2 separate regions of the Ovis aries genome follow, and region 2 is linked to region 1. Evidence: chromatin contacts called from public Hi-C data. All regions are on one chromosome and are shown on one strand. Each heading gives the region's core, a stretch centred on a gene start, on an enhancer-like site or on the middle of the called end of the contact. The rest is flanking DNA. Distances are from core to core; before and after follow the strand shown.

Region 1 (6,155 bases), core at 1,641-4,140:
TACCTTTTATCTTTAGATGAGGAGTGTTTCTTGTAACTCTGGTCTCTGTGAAGAAGTTTAGAGGAGATACAATTTATTTACAGTGCTGTAACTGGAATGGACAACTTTAGACTTAGGAAAGTGCAGTATCCTTTTCTCTTTACAGCTGTCTCCAAGGATGAAAAGAGGTGGGGGAAGTTACAAGTTTATTGACCATGTCTAACCTTTCATGCAAAGATGGGCTCAATAAGGACAGAAATGGTATGGACCTAACAGAAGCAGAAGATATTAAGAAGAGGTGGCAAGAATACACAGAAGAACTATACAAAAAAGATCTTCACGACCCAGATAATCATGATGATGTGATCGCTAATCTAGAGCCAGACATCTTGGAATGTGAAGTCAAGTGGGCCTTAGAAAGCATCACTACGAACAAAGCTAGTTGAGGTGATGGCATTCCAGTTGAGCTGTTTCAAATCCTGAAAGATGATGCCGTGAAAGTGCTGCACTCAATATGCCAGCAAATTGGGAAAACTCAGCAGTGGCCACAGGACTGGAAAAGGTCAATTTTCATTCCAATCCCAAAGAAAGGCAATGCAAAAAAATGCTCAAACTGCTGCACAATTGCACTCAACTCACATGCTAGTAAAGTAATGCTCAAAATTCTCCAAGCCAGGCTTCAGCAATACATGAACTGTGAACTCCCTGATGTTCAAGCTGGATTTAGAAAAGGCAGGGGAACCAGAGATCAAATTGCCAACATCCGCTGGATCATGGAAAAAGCAAGCAAGTTCCAGAAAAACATCTATTTCTGCTTTATTGACTATGCCAAAGCTTTTGACTGTGTGGATCACAAGAAACTGGAAAATTCTGAAAGAGATGGGAATACCAGACCACCTAACCTGCCTCTTGAGAAATCTGTATGCAGGTCAGGAGCAACAGTTAGAACTGGACATGGAACAACAGACTGGTTCCAAATAGGAAAAGGAGTACATCAAGGCTGTATGTTGTCACCCTGCTTATTTAACTTCTATGCAGAGTACATCATGAGAAGTGCTGGATTGGAAGAAACACAAGCTAGAATCAAGATTGCTGGGAGAAATATCAATAACCTCAGATATGCAGATGACACCACCCTTATGGCAGAAAGTGAAGAGGAGCTAAAAGCCTCTTGATGAAAGTGAAAGAGGAGAGCGAAAAAGTTGGCCTAAAGGTCAACATTCAGAAAACGAAGATCATGGCATCTGGTCCCATCACTTCATGGGAAATAGATGGGGAAACAGTGGAAACAGTGGCTGACTTTATTTTGGGGGGCTCCAAAATCACTGCAGATGGGGACTGCAGCCATGAAATTAAAAGACGCTTACTCCTTGGAAGAAAAGTTATGACCAACCTAGATAGTATATTCAAAAGCAGACACATTACTTTGCCGACTAAGGTCCCATCTAGTCAAGGCTGTGGTTTTTCTAGTGGTCATGTATGGATGTGAGAGTTGGACTGTGAAGAAGGCTGAGCACCGAAGAATTGATGCTTTTGAACTGTGGTGTTGGAGAAGACTCTTGAGAGTCCCTTGGACTGCAAGGAGATCCAACCAGTCCATTCTGAAGGAGATCAGCCCTGGGATTTCTTTGGAAGGAATAATGCTAAAGCTGAAGCTCCAGTACTTTGGCCACCTCATGCGAAGAGTTGACTCATTGGAAATGACTCTGATGCTGGGAGGGATTGGGGGCAGGAGGAGAAGGGGACGACAGAGGATGAGATGGCTGGATGGCATCACGGACTCGATGGACATGAGTCTGAGTGAACTCTGGGAGTTGGTGATGGACAGGGAGGCCTGGCATGCTGCGATTCATGAGGTCGCAAAGAGTCGGACACAACTGAGCGACTGAACTGAACTGAACCTCTAAGTAACACCTTCACTGAATACATGGCCTTCTATTGTGACATTTTTTTGAAGTCTCCCTCCTAGAAGGGTGCACACTATCTCTGCAAGAGGGAGGTATCAAGGTCACATTTCCACTTCCCCTGCCCCACCCTGAGGCTCAAGAAGGTTCTAGCATTTGAATTCTGTATCAGAAAGAAAACCAGCAAAAGGACATCTCAAAGTTCCTGTCCCACCCAGTGTACTATCCTGGGAAGCCAACAGAGGGCATAGATGCTGTGAAAGTCAACCCCGGAGTTGTTTTATTTCAAATAGCTTTGTCAGTTTTACTTTCTATTTCTTAATCTAAGTTCTCAGTTTCCATTCTTGTCAAGGGAAGGCATACACCAGGATTTATAAACCCTGTTTATCCCTTATTTCTCATAGAACTCTAGGCTCTACAGATCTGTAAGATTTATTCTAATAAGCCTGATCAGTGCACACTTCCTCCCCCTCTCACTATATCTTGTAGTGACACAAAGAAGCATCAGGGTCAAATTTGGTGCCCCCAAATTGCAGGGCGGGGCAAAATCACAAACCAACAGTTTTACACTTCAGCCTGTGAGAGGAAGCAGCAACTTGAAGTAAAAGCAAACTACCAGAAAATTCTAAATACACATTCTGAGCTCACCTACTTCTAAAACTAGTTTTTAAAAGTTATTATTCCTTTTCCCTTCTCTGTCATGTTTATAAGGATTTTCTCTCCATCCAGGGAAAGATTTTTTTTTTTAAGTTGAAAAGAAATGTGCAGTCTCATAAAATCTTGGACTCAGTTCAAAACTTATCTAAGAACTCCACCCTGTCCTTGGCAAAGTCCAGATTAACTTTCCAACAGTAGCCCACCAAGCTCCTCTGTCCATGGACTCCTCCAGGCAAGAACACTGGAGTGTGGGTAGCCATTTCTCTTTCCAGGGGATCTTCCCAACCCAGGGATCAAACCAGGGTCTCCTGCTCTGCAGGTGGATTACCATCTGAGTCACCAGGAAGTGGTTAATCAGGCAAGTAGTGTGTTAGCCACCAAGGGAGCAGTTTCTAGACGACTGTACCAGCTTAGCTGAATTTATGACCCACATGTTCTCTTTACCTGAGGAATAAAGTGTAAAGGGAAAATACTGTTCTCATCTAAAAGAACCATAAAATAGACAACCTATTTCTACAGCTTTCAGGATACATACATGTAAACTATATATATGTATATATATATATATATTCATTTACTATATACATGAATATATACCCTATGTAATATCTATCTATATCTTGATAACTAATTGCTAAAGTAATAATATTTATTTACCTCTGGAGAACTCAAAGTATAATTACTGCTCTTATTTTCCTGCCTGCATTGTCTTTGGTGGAGAAGGCAATGGCACCCCACTCCAGTACTCTTGCCTGGAAAATCACATGGACGAGGGAGCCTGATAGGCTGCAGTCCATGGGGTCGCTAGAGTCGGACACGACTGAGCGACTTCACTTTCACTTCTCACTTTCATGCATTGGAGAAGGAAATGGCAACCCATTCCAGTGTTCTTGCCTGGAGAATCCCAGGGACAGGGGAGCCTGGTGGGCTGCCATCCATGGGGTCACACAGAATCGAACACGACTGAAGTGACTTAGCAGCACTGTCTTTGGGAGGGAGGGAAGGCAGGACAAAGGGAGGGAAGAAGGGAGGAGAAATCAAAACTGAGATTTCTTAAAGGTCACTCAGGGAATTTGGCTGAGTTTGAACAGACAGGAACACCTGCCTGTTAGACTGACACTTGAGGGGAAACTTCCAACACACAGACTCATAAGTTGATTGCCTTAGGTGACTTAGTGTGGATTTGTCTGGGTTGAATTCTAGAATTTTCATAATTTTAAGGAGAAACAATGGATTATTTCTTGGTCTCTGCTGTGTTTATAACAAAATCAGCATGACAATCACGTCCTCAGGGACGTGGGGAGAAAGTTTTCTCGGGACTGAAACTCTGCTTCGGTGCACATCAGCATACGCACATTTTATAGCTCAGAACTGTGTTCCCATGGTGCCTAGATTTGGTGGACAGAAAAGGGAACCAAACAACCTATCTCTGGCCTCTGGACCCCTGCCCATCTTTCTACCAGGCGTCTTTACCTAGGAAAGGCAAAAGTTTTAAGAAAAGTTATTCGGTAGAGATTCCAGTGCTAAAGAAAAATCCACTGGGATATTTTGGACTGAAGCTTACTTTCCTTTCATACTATTGTGTGGCAAGAAGTTCATGAGTGAGACTGAGAAGCCTTACCAAAGGTGAATGAGAGAGAGGCAGCTGGACCTAGGAAAGGAATTGATTGACTAATTCTTCCCTCATTCTACCCTAGCAAGTGCAAAACAAAAGAAACAAACAAAACCAAATCCTTTTAACTGAATGCTTTGCCTGTCAAGATTTAGCTCATCCTGGGGCTTCCATGGTGGTCTAGTGGTTAAGAATCTGCCTGCCAATGCAGGGGCCATGGGTTTGTTCCCGGGTCAGGGACGCTCCCACATGCTGCAGAGCATCTAAGCCTGTGTGTCACAACTACTGAGCCTGGGTGCTGCAGCTACTGTAGCCCACATGCCTAGAGCCCGTGCTCCTCAACAAGAGAAGCCATCATGATGAGACACCTGCACACCACAGCTAGAGCGTAGCCCCTGCTCACTGCAACTAGGGGAAAGCCCAAGCACCGTCAAAGACTCAGCACAGTCCATAAAGAAATAAAATTGTTTTAAAAAAGAAAGAAAAGATGAAAAGACTTAAAAGAGATTTACTGTATCCTGCTTCATGAAAGAAAAAAAAGTCATAATAATAAGGAATTGACTCTGCATAGAAGCTGATGTTCTTAAACCCCCAGGGTCTTTCCAAAGAATTATCATTATTTCAAAGAAAAAAATGCATTGGAGAGAATAAATATCCATGCTTATATATTTAACTTGTAAAGATGAGGAATGTTTTCTTTAGAAAATGGCCCTACTGATTCTTTATAATGTTTTCATCTTATAGTAAACGCATTAAAGAGATATATCTCTTATGCTCAGACCTAAATCCTTTTCCCATATTTTCTCTTTTCTCTCTTCTTCCTTTTTCTGCTCTCCTTTTCTGATCTCTAGTCTCTCTAATTTTCTTTGGTTTTTGAAGATAGAATCAGGAAAAGAAGAGAAGGAAAAAAATTAGGTGTGTATTTACCACACTGCAAGACTTTACAAATGTATTTTTACCAGAGTAAACAAATAAGGAAAGAGATGAACCTAAGTGTACCCAGGTTAATTTGCCTTAAATATTCTCAGTTTAGTCTGAGAAGGATCAGTGTACTATAGATCCATATCCCAGAAGTAAATAAATGCCTGTAGCACTATCTCATGAATTCACTCACACTTCTTTTGAGTTTAAATAAAATAAGGTGCTTTCATGAGATGGCTTTTCCTTGCGTGTGTCTGGGTGTTTGGGTGGAGGAGTGACTGTAGGGATTTGTTTGAATGTGTACTTGTTTTTCCAGTTTTTGAGCTGATTTCCTAGAATTGTTTAGCTTTTCACTTTTGCTGTCTCTTACCTCAAATGACCTAAAGAGGCCTTTGGTTACTTGGGAAATAAACTTGCAGTTTCTCTTCTGGTAGCCTTTGTTGATCTTTATCTGTTCACTTCCACAGATCTTGATGACTTATGGTTCTGGAGTCAAAAGCTAAATCTGAGGGGTTCTGTCATATAGCAACAGGTTCTAGAGCTCCATCCTTTCTGTAAGTTTTCAGCATTAAACTTGGCAGTGGAAAACTATAGCCTGGTTTGGGGAAGACTGGTTCATCTCTTCCCCTTACACCATGTTCTGCATCATGGAATGGTTTCTACAGTGGGGTAATTGTCATCTCTGTCAATAAAAAGAGCCCCAAAAGTTGTGTTAGTAGCTGAGGAATCAGGCTCCTCCAGGTCTCAAACTTATATCCAACCCCTTTCCCCTTTCTTTGCTTCCTCTGACTTTAGTTTAATACAAAGAATCCAGCTTTTTAAATCTGCAAAGCTCAAGTCTGTCATTCAACCATATTGGATTTATAGTCATAGGAAAACGTTTCTTAGATAAGCTGTATTTCCTCCTTCTCTGCCTTTTAGACAGGCCACACTTGGTAGAAGCTTCTCACTCATATGATTTTACTTAAGTTTCCAGGTCATAGTCAACATACCCTAACATCCTGATGTCCCATCAAGCCACCTCCCCCCAAAATCAAAGCTTAGTACCAGGTTGTATACTATGACTTTATTTAAAAAAAAAA
Region 2 (5,935 bases), core at 1,593-4,092, 92 kb after region 1:
AGGGCCCTGTGGCAGTTGTCTTCCATCATAATGACAATATCCTATAAACCCCAGAGTCTCTTTCCACTTTAAAAGTAGCAACCCCACACTCGTGGCTCATCTGACTTGCACAGGCATGTCTGGGGAATGCAAACAGAAGACAAGGACCTGGATCATCTTCAAGATACCAACATAGCTCCCCCCAGTGCACCAACCCTAAGCAACTAGGAAGATTGTTTAGGCTTTAGGCTTTAGGGATGGTAATTTAGGGACAAACTTGTGAATTGGACATGGCCTGTTACCCAGAAAGGCTTGGTTGGGGCCAATGAGTGCCCTTGGGCTTCCGGTCCCAGTTGTGGAAGGCGGCAGAGCAATGAGGCAGTGTGATGGAGCAGCAGGCATGCGTGTCTACAGGGTGTCACAGCAGGGGCACGACATTACAGAAGGCCTACCTGAGTCGTGGAGAGATGCAAAGTCCTCAGTTCAGGATCCAGAAGAGCTGTGTGTGACGCACGGGACCCCCAAGGACATCAGTATTGACCAAGGAACCCACATTACTGGCCTTGAAGTTCAGGAAAGGGCTGCTGGAAATGACCAGCCCTAGTGCTGCTAGGCTAACCCAGAGGATGAGTGGGGTCACATCAGCAACAAGTGAGATAGGAACCCTACTCTCAACATGTGGACACACCCCAGGAGCAATGGTCCCAGTGCCCACGCACTGGTGGGGCACACTGTCTCAGGATAGTGCTTGTATGTTGGTTAATGATCATAATTTTCCCTGTCTTGTGCCTGGTAAGCATACTTAGTCTGGGTGGAGGCAATCTGTTTGCAGACTGGGCACAGTGGTGGCCTCGCTGGGAAACGAGCCTGCTTGCTGGGTCTATAGCAGGATGCCATTGTCGTCCTCCTCTGGACTTTCATGAAAACTTGAACCCAAACCCAAAGGCTACTTGAAGGTCACACCATTGAAGTTCGAGGCACACTGCCATTAGGACTACCCATTAGGACAAAGCTTGCTTTTGTCCAGGCCACAGGCTCTAACCCCAGGAGAACACATTATAAGCCAGCCCTGGGACTGGCATGTGAGTCCCTGGTGGTTTGGGTTTGCCAACTCATGGGGAATAGGATAGAAAGGGATTTATAGATCTCACCTGTCTGTTAACTGCTCCACCAAAGACCAATAAGGTAATTAATCCAGGCCCCAGCTGGAGGAAGGCACCATCATGTTAACCCTGAGGGTGTCTCTAGGACTCAGTACAGGCTCTGGGGACTGCAGGTGAATAGATGGGATGGTACTGCCCCCCAGGACAGAAACCTCAGGCAGGGGTGGCACTATCTCAGGATATTGCTTGTGTGTTGGTTAATGGTCATAATTTTCCCTGTCTTGTGCCTGGTAAGCATACTTAGTCTGGGTGGAGGCAATCTGTTTGCAGACTGGGCACAGTGGTGGCCTCGCTGGGAAACGAGCCTGCTTGCTGGGTCTATAGCAGGATGCCATTGTCGTCCTCCTCTGGATTTTCATGAAAACTTGAACCTGTAACCAGCTGGCTCGAATGTTTGCCCACCTCTTAGGCTCCTGATACTCTTTAGCTGCTGTTGTCTGTATTGTGTTTGTGGTGTCTGGTTGCAGTGCCCCTGTACATACCTGAGCCCAGGGATATCACAGAAGAAGGGTGGACCAAGATTGTAAGGGTCGTGCAAGGGTGAAGGGGTGGAGAGTACTGTCAAACCATTCAGGATGGCTGTTCTCTTGCTCTCTGTTCGTCCCCTGTTTGACCAGGCCCTGCTTCAATCACATGACTATCCAGTCCTCCTAATTACAGGGCTTCATCAGTAACTGCCTGTAAGCTTGCCCCCACCCCATCTCCTGGTTTCCTTGGTAACTGATGAGCCCACCTAAAATCAATTTCCGCCCTGTCCCTCCCACCCATACATGGTAGCCTCCTTCTCCCCCAAGGAGCAAAGACTGCTGCCATGTCCTGCCTGCCATGGTGAGATGTCACTCCAGGACATTTTGCTTCAAACATGTAAGATCTCCTGTCCACCAAACTATTGATGTCCCCATCACTGTATCCAGCCTCTTTCTTTGGTCTGGAGGCTGGGCAACCACAAGCTTTCAGGCTGGTGGGGTGTGGCCCAATAACTACCTAATCAAAATAAATAAAATGTAAAGTAAGAACATGAAGAATGTTTATACAATTAGAAAATGATGGAAAGACGCATACTTATAAAACCTGGCGACCTGGATAGACTCTAGCCTAAACAGTGAATGAATGGATTGTTCACAGAAACATGGACTTGCTGCTGGTGCCCGTGTTGACAACGACCTTTTCAAAACAAGCCCCAGATTTTGTTTTAATTAATGGATTGAAGTTATTATGATTGTAACGCTTACAACTTTTTTCACTTTTCTAATCCAGTGGAAGCTATATTCACTTCCCAAGCCTGCCACAATGAAGTAGCACAAACAGAATTTTGTTGTCTTGCAGTTCTGGGGGTTAGAAATCCAATACCAGAGACAGAGAGCCCTGTGCCCCTGAAAACTGTAGTGGACCTGCCTTGCTTCCCCCTAGTTTCTAGTCGTTTAGGATTAGTAGGCTTGCAACTGTTTTTTCTCCTCTTTACAAGTTTCAGTTTCAGTTTGACTTGCCGCTTTTCACTAAGTAAAACTTAAAAATTTGCTCCACCCCCGCAGTCCTAATCTGCTGCTTGACTGTAGTGGACCTGCCTTGCTTCCCCCTAGCTTCCAGTCGTTTAAGATTAGTAGACTTGCAACTGTTTTTTCTCCTCTTTACAAGTTTCAGTTTCGGTTTGACTTGCTGCTTTTCACTAAGTAAAACTTACAAATCTGCTCCACCCCACCGCAGTCCTAATCTGCAGCTTGACTCACTCTGCAGGAGTCCCATCCTACAGCGATCATGACCCTGATGCATACTCCGGGCTCCAGACTTGGACAGTTCTGCGTGCTGATCCTCATCTTCACAGTGCTGCTGCAGGCTTTTGGTATGGGCGTGTTCTACATGTATCTCAGCAAGGAGCTGAAGCAGGTCAGTACAATGCAAACGCTCCCTGACAGACTGCCTCTGTTGGCTCCTCTGTGAAGACTTTACAGAGGAAGAGAAGCCTCTCTTTCTCTGTCCTGCCCTAACTGCTAATGCCTATCATTACTGAGAACTTTGCAAAAGTGAATTGAAAGGATTACGTGCACAAAGTATAGTTACAGAATTGGCTCGACCAGATTCTAGCAGATGCGGGAAGTGAAACTGCTGAGGTAGTTTTGTATTCAACAGTATGTTATAATATTAACTGCTGCCATTCCTTGAGTTCTTTCTGCTTAACGTTTTAGAGTTCTTGACTCAAATTCTCGGGCAAGAGAGGAGCTGCCTCAGAGGAGGACTGTGTCTGCTTTTGCTTTCTGCGACACCTCTAAAAACTAGCACAGAGCTCCCACACTTGTTGAGTGAGTAACCAACCTTCACAAATGTGGTTCTACTGGGACATAGGGTACAGTCAAGGCTTAACCCAAAGACGAGCTCTAAGTCACCTGTAATAATGCTGTGGTGTGTTCCAAATGTTGCTAGTTCCAGTGGATTTTGAAAGCAAAATTACTGAAAATAAGCCAACTTCAGCTTTTGGCTTTCTATATAGTCCCTGGTACCTCAGCTGGTAAAGAATCCACCTGCAATGCAGAAGACCCTGGTTCAATTCCTGGGTCAGGAAGATCCTCTGGAGAAGGGATAGGCTATCATCTCCAATATTCGTGGGCTTCCCTGGTGGCTCAGATGGTAAACCATCTGCCTGCAATGTGGAAGACCTGGGTTCAATCCCTGGGTTGGGAAGATCCCCTGGAGGAGGACATGGCAACCTACTCCAGTATTCTTGCCTGGAGAATCTCCATGGGCAGAGAAGCCTGGCAAGTTACAGTCCATGGGGTCACAGACAGTCAAACACGACTGAGTGACTAAACACAGCACACACATACACATATATATTTAATGTATTTTTTATTGGCATGTAGTTGATTTACAATGTCAGTTTCTGCTGTATAGCAAAGTGAGTCTGTTATACATAGCCACTCTTTTTTCAGATTCTTTTCCCCTATAAGTGACTACAGAGTATTGAATAAAGTTCCCTGTGCTATACAATAGGTTCTTATTTTTCATCTATTTTATATATACTATATATTTTTACACATTTTTGTTGCTGTTCAGTCACTCAGTCATGTCTGACTCTTTGCCCCACGGACTGCAGCATGCCAGGCCTCCCTGTCCCTTACCATCTCCTGGAGTTTGCCCAAACTCATGTTCATTGCATTGGTGATGTCATCCAAACATCTCATCCTCTGTTGCCCTCTTCTCCTTCTGCCTTCAATCTTTCCCAGCATCAGGGTCTTTTCCAATGAGTCGGCTGTTCACATCAGATGACCAAAGTATTGGAGCTTCAGTTTCAGTCTTTCCAATTGTGTATGTCAGTCCCAATGTCCCAGTTTATCCCTCCCCTAGGTAACCATAAGTTTGTTTTCTGTATCTGTGACTCAACTTCTACTTTTAAAATAGGTTTATTTCTACCATTTCTTTACATCCCATATATAAGTGATATCATGTGATATTTGTTTTTCTCTATCTGGTTTAACTTCACTCAATATAACAATCTCTAGGTTTATTGCTACAAATGGCATTATTTTGTTCTTTTTCGTGATTGAGTGATATTCCACTGTATATATGTACCACATCTTTCTCCATTCCTCTGTTGATGGACATTATGTTGCTTCCATGTCCTGACTATTGTAGATAGTGCTGCAGTGAACACTGGGGTGCATATATCCTTTGGAATTATGATTTTCTCTGGATATGTGTCCAGGAGTGAGAATGCTAGATTATATGTTAGCTCTATTTTTAGTTTTTTTAAGGAATCTCCATACTGCCCTCCATAATGGCTGCACCAATTTACATTCCCACTAACAGTGTAGGATTTTCTGTGTACATTTTGGCTATTTGTGTATTATATAGTCGAGAACTTTGAGCTGAAAGAAATTTGAGATACCTCCATTTTATAGATGAGGCTTGAGACTGCCAGAGAAATGACTTCTCTGAGCTCAGGCAGAAATTTGGAAGCAGAACTGGACCCAGGTCTTCTGCTCAGCTCATAGGTAATGCTCCTCCCATCACAGCAGGGAGTCAGTAGGGTTAGCCTATCTCCTCCTTATGCTCAGCACTGCACCCTCATGCATGGTGGCAAGGCAACATCAAATCTGTCAGCTGGCTAGGAAATGCAAGGCTAAGGGTCTTAGGCAAATATAAATTGTGCCAAAACAGTGTTTATCTGTTAAGGAAATAAATGTCGTTTGCATATCCTGTGGAGTATAAACTTGGATCTCACTTGGCTGGGACTTGCATTTGGAAATTAAGCAAATAAATGAGTCTACAATTAATTATGAAAATGATCACTACTGTTAGATGACCAGTAAAGTCGAGTTTGTTATAGGGCAATTTCAAAAAGTTTGTATTAGTAAGGAAAAAAATCAACATAACTCTAATCATGGTTTTTAGTTCTATGTCTGCACAAGAGACTGGAATACTACTGCTATGTTCTCCAGTTTGGAGGCAGTATGTCCTAAGTTTTATTTACTTCACAGTATAAATAGTGAATTTGTGTCTCCGTATACAAAAAGTTCCCTCAATTTGCTCATATTAAAAGTTGGCCTCCTTTTAAGACTGAACCAACTGGTTCTCTACTGATCTAAGTCACAATTATCTGTGTATGTGGTCAACTTTTTTTTTTTTAATTCTAAAAAACAGAAGCTTCAAAGCTTAACATCTTCCCACCTGCACACATTCTTTCTGATTACATGTTTATATACTTGCAATGGCACTCAACTGGTAAAGAATCCGCCTGCAATGTAGGAGACCCCAGTTTGACTCCTGGGTCAGAAAGATCCCCTGGAGAAGGGATAGGC

What was found. A called contact is a pair of places that touch in the nucleus more often than the background predicts.
Region 2: a contact with region 1 is called in a Hi-C map of liver, with 4 times the contacts expected there. The contact joins the promoter of TNFSF10 here to the enhancer-like site in region 1. A contact is called at or near these places in 10 of 16 Hi-C or Micro-C datasets (blood, hypothalamus, liver and 4 more).

What each region holds. Positions count from the first base shown.
Region 1 is chr1:215,586,376-215,592,530 of ARS-UI_Ramb_v3.0, forward strand. No RefSeq gene overlaps it. Among named protein-coding and RNA genes, the nearest start is that of TRNAC-ACA, 86 kb to the left of the region's middle. Within about 2 kb of position 2,891, at least 12 of the 54 cell types and tissues checked have an H3K27ac peak or open chromatin away from gene starts, as enhancers often do. A contact at or near this core is called in liver, where this site is marked.
Region 2 is chr1:215,678,768-215,684,702 of ARS-UI_Ramb_v3.0, forward strand. TNFSF10 (TNF superfamily member 10) reads left to right here and starts at 2,843. Exons shown (of 6, transcript XM_060405145.1): 1 at 2,843-3,026. The coding sequence starts at 2,898.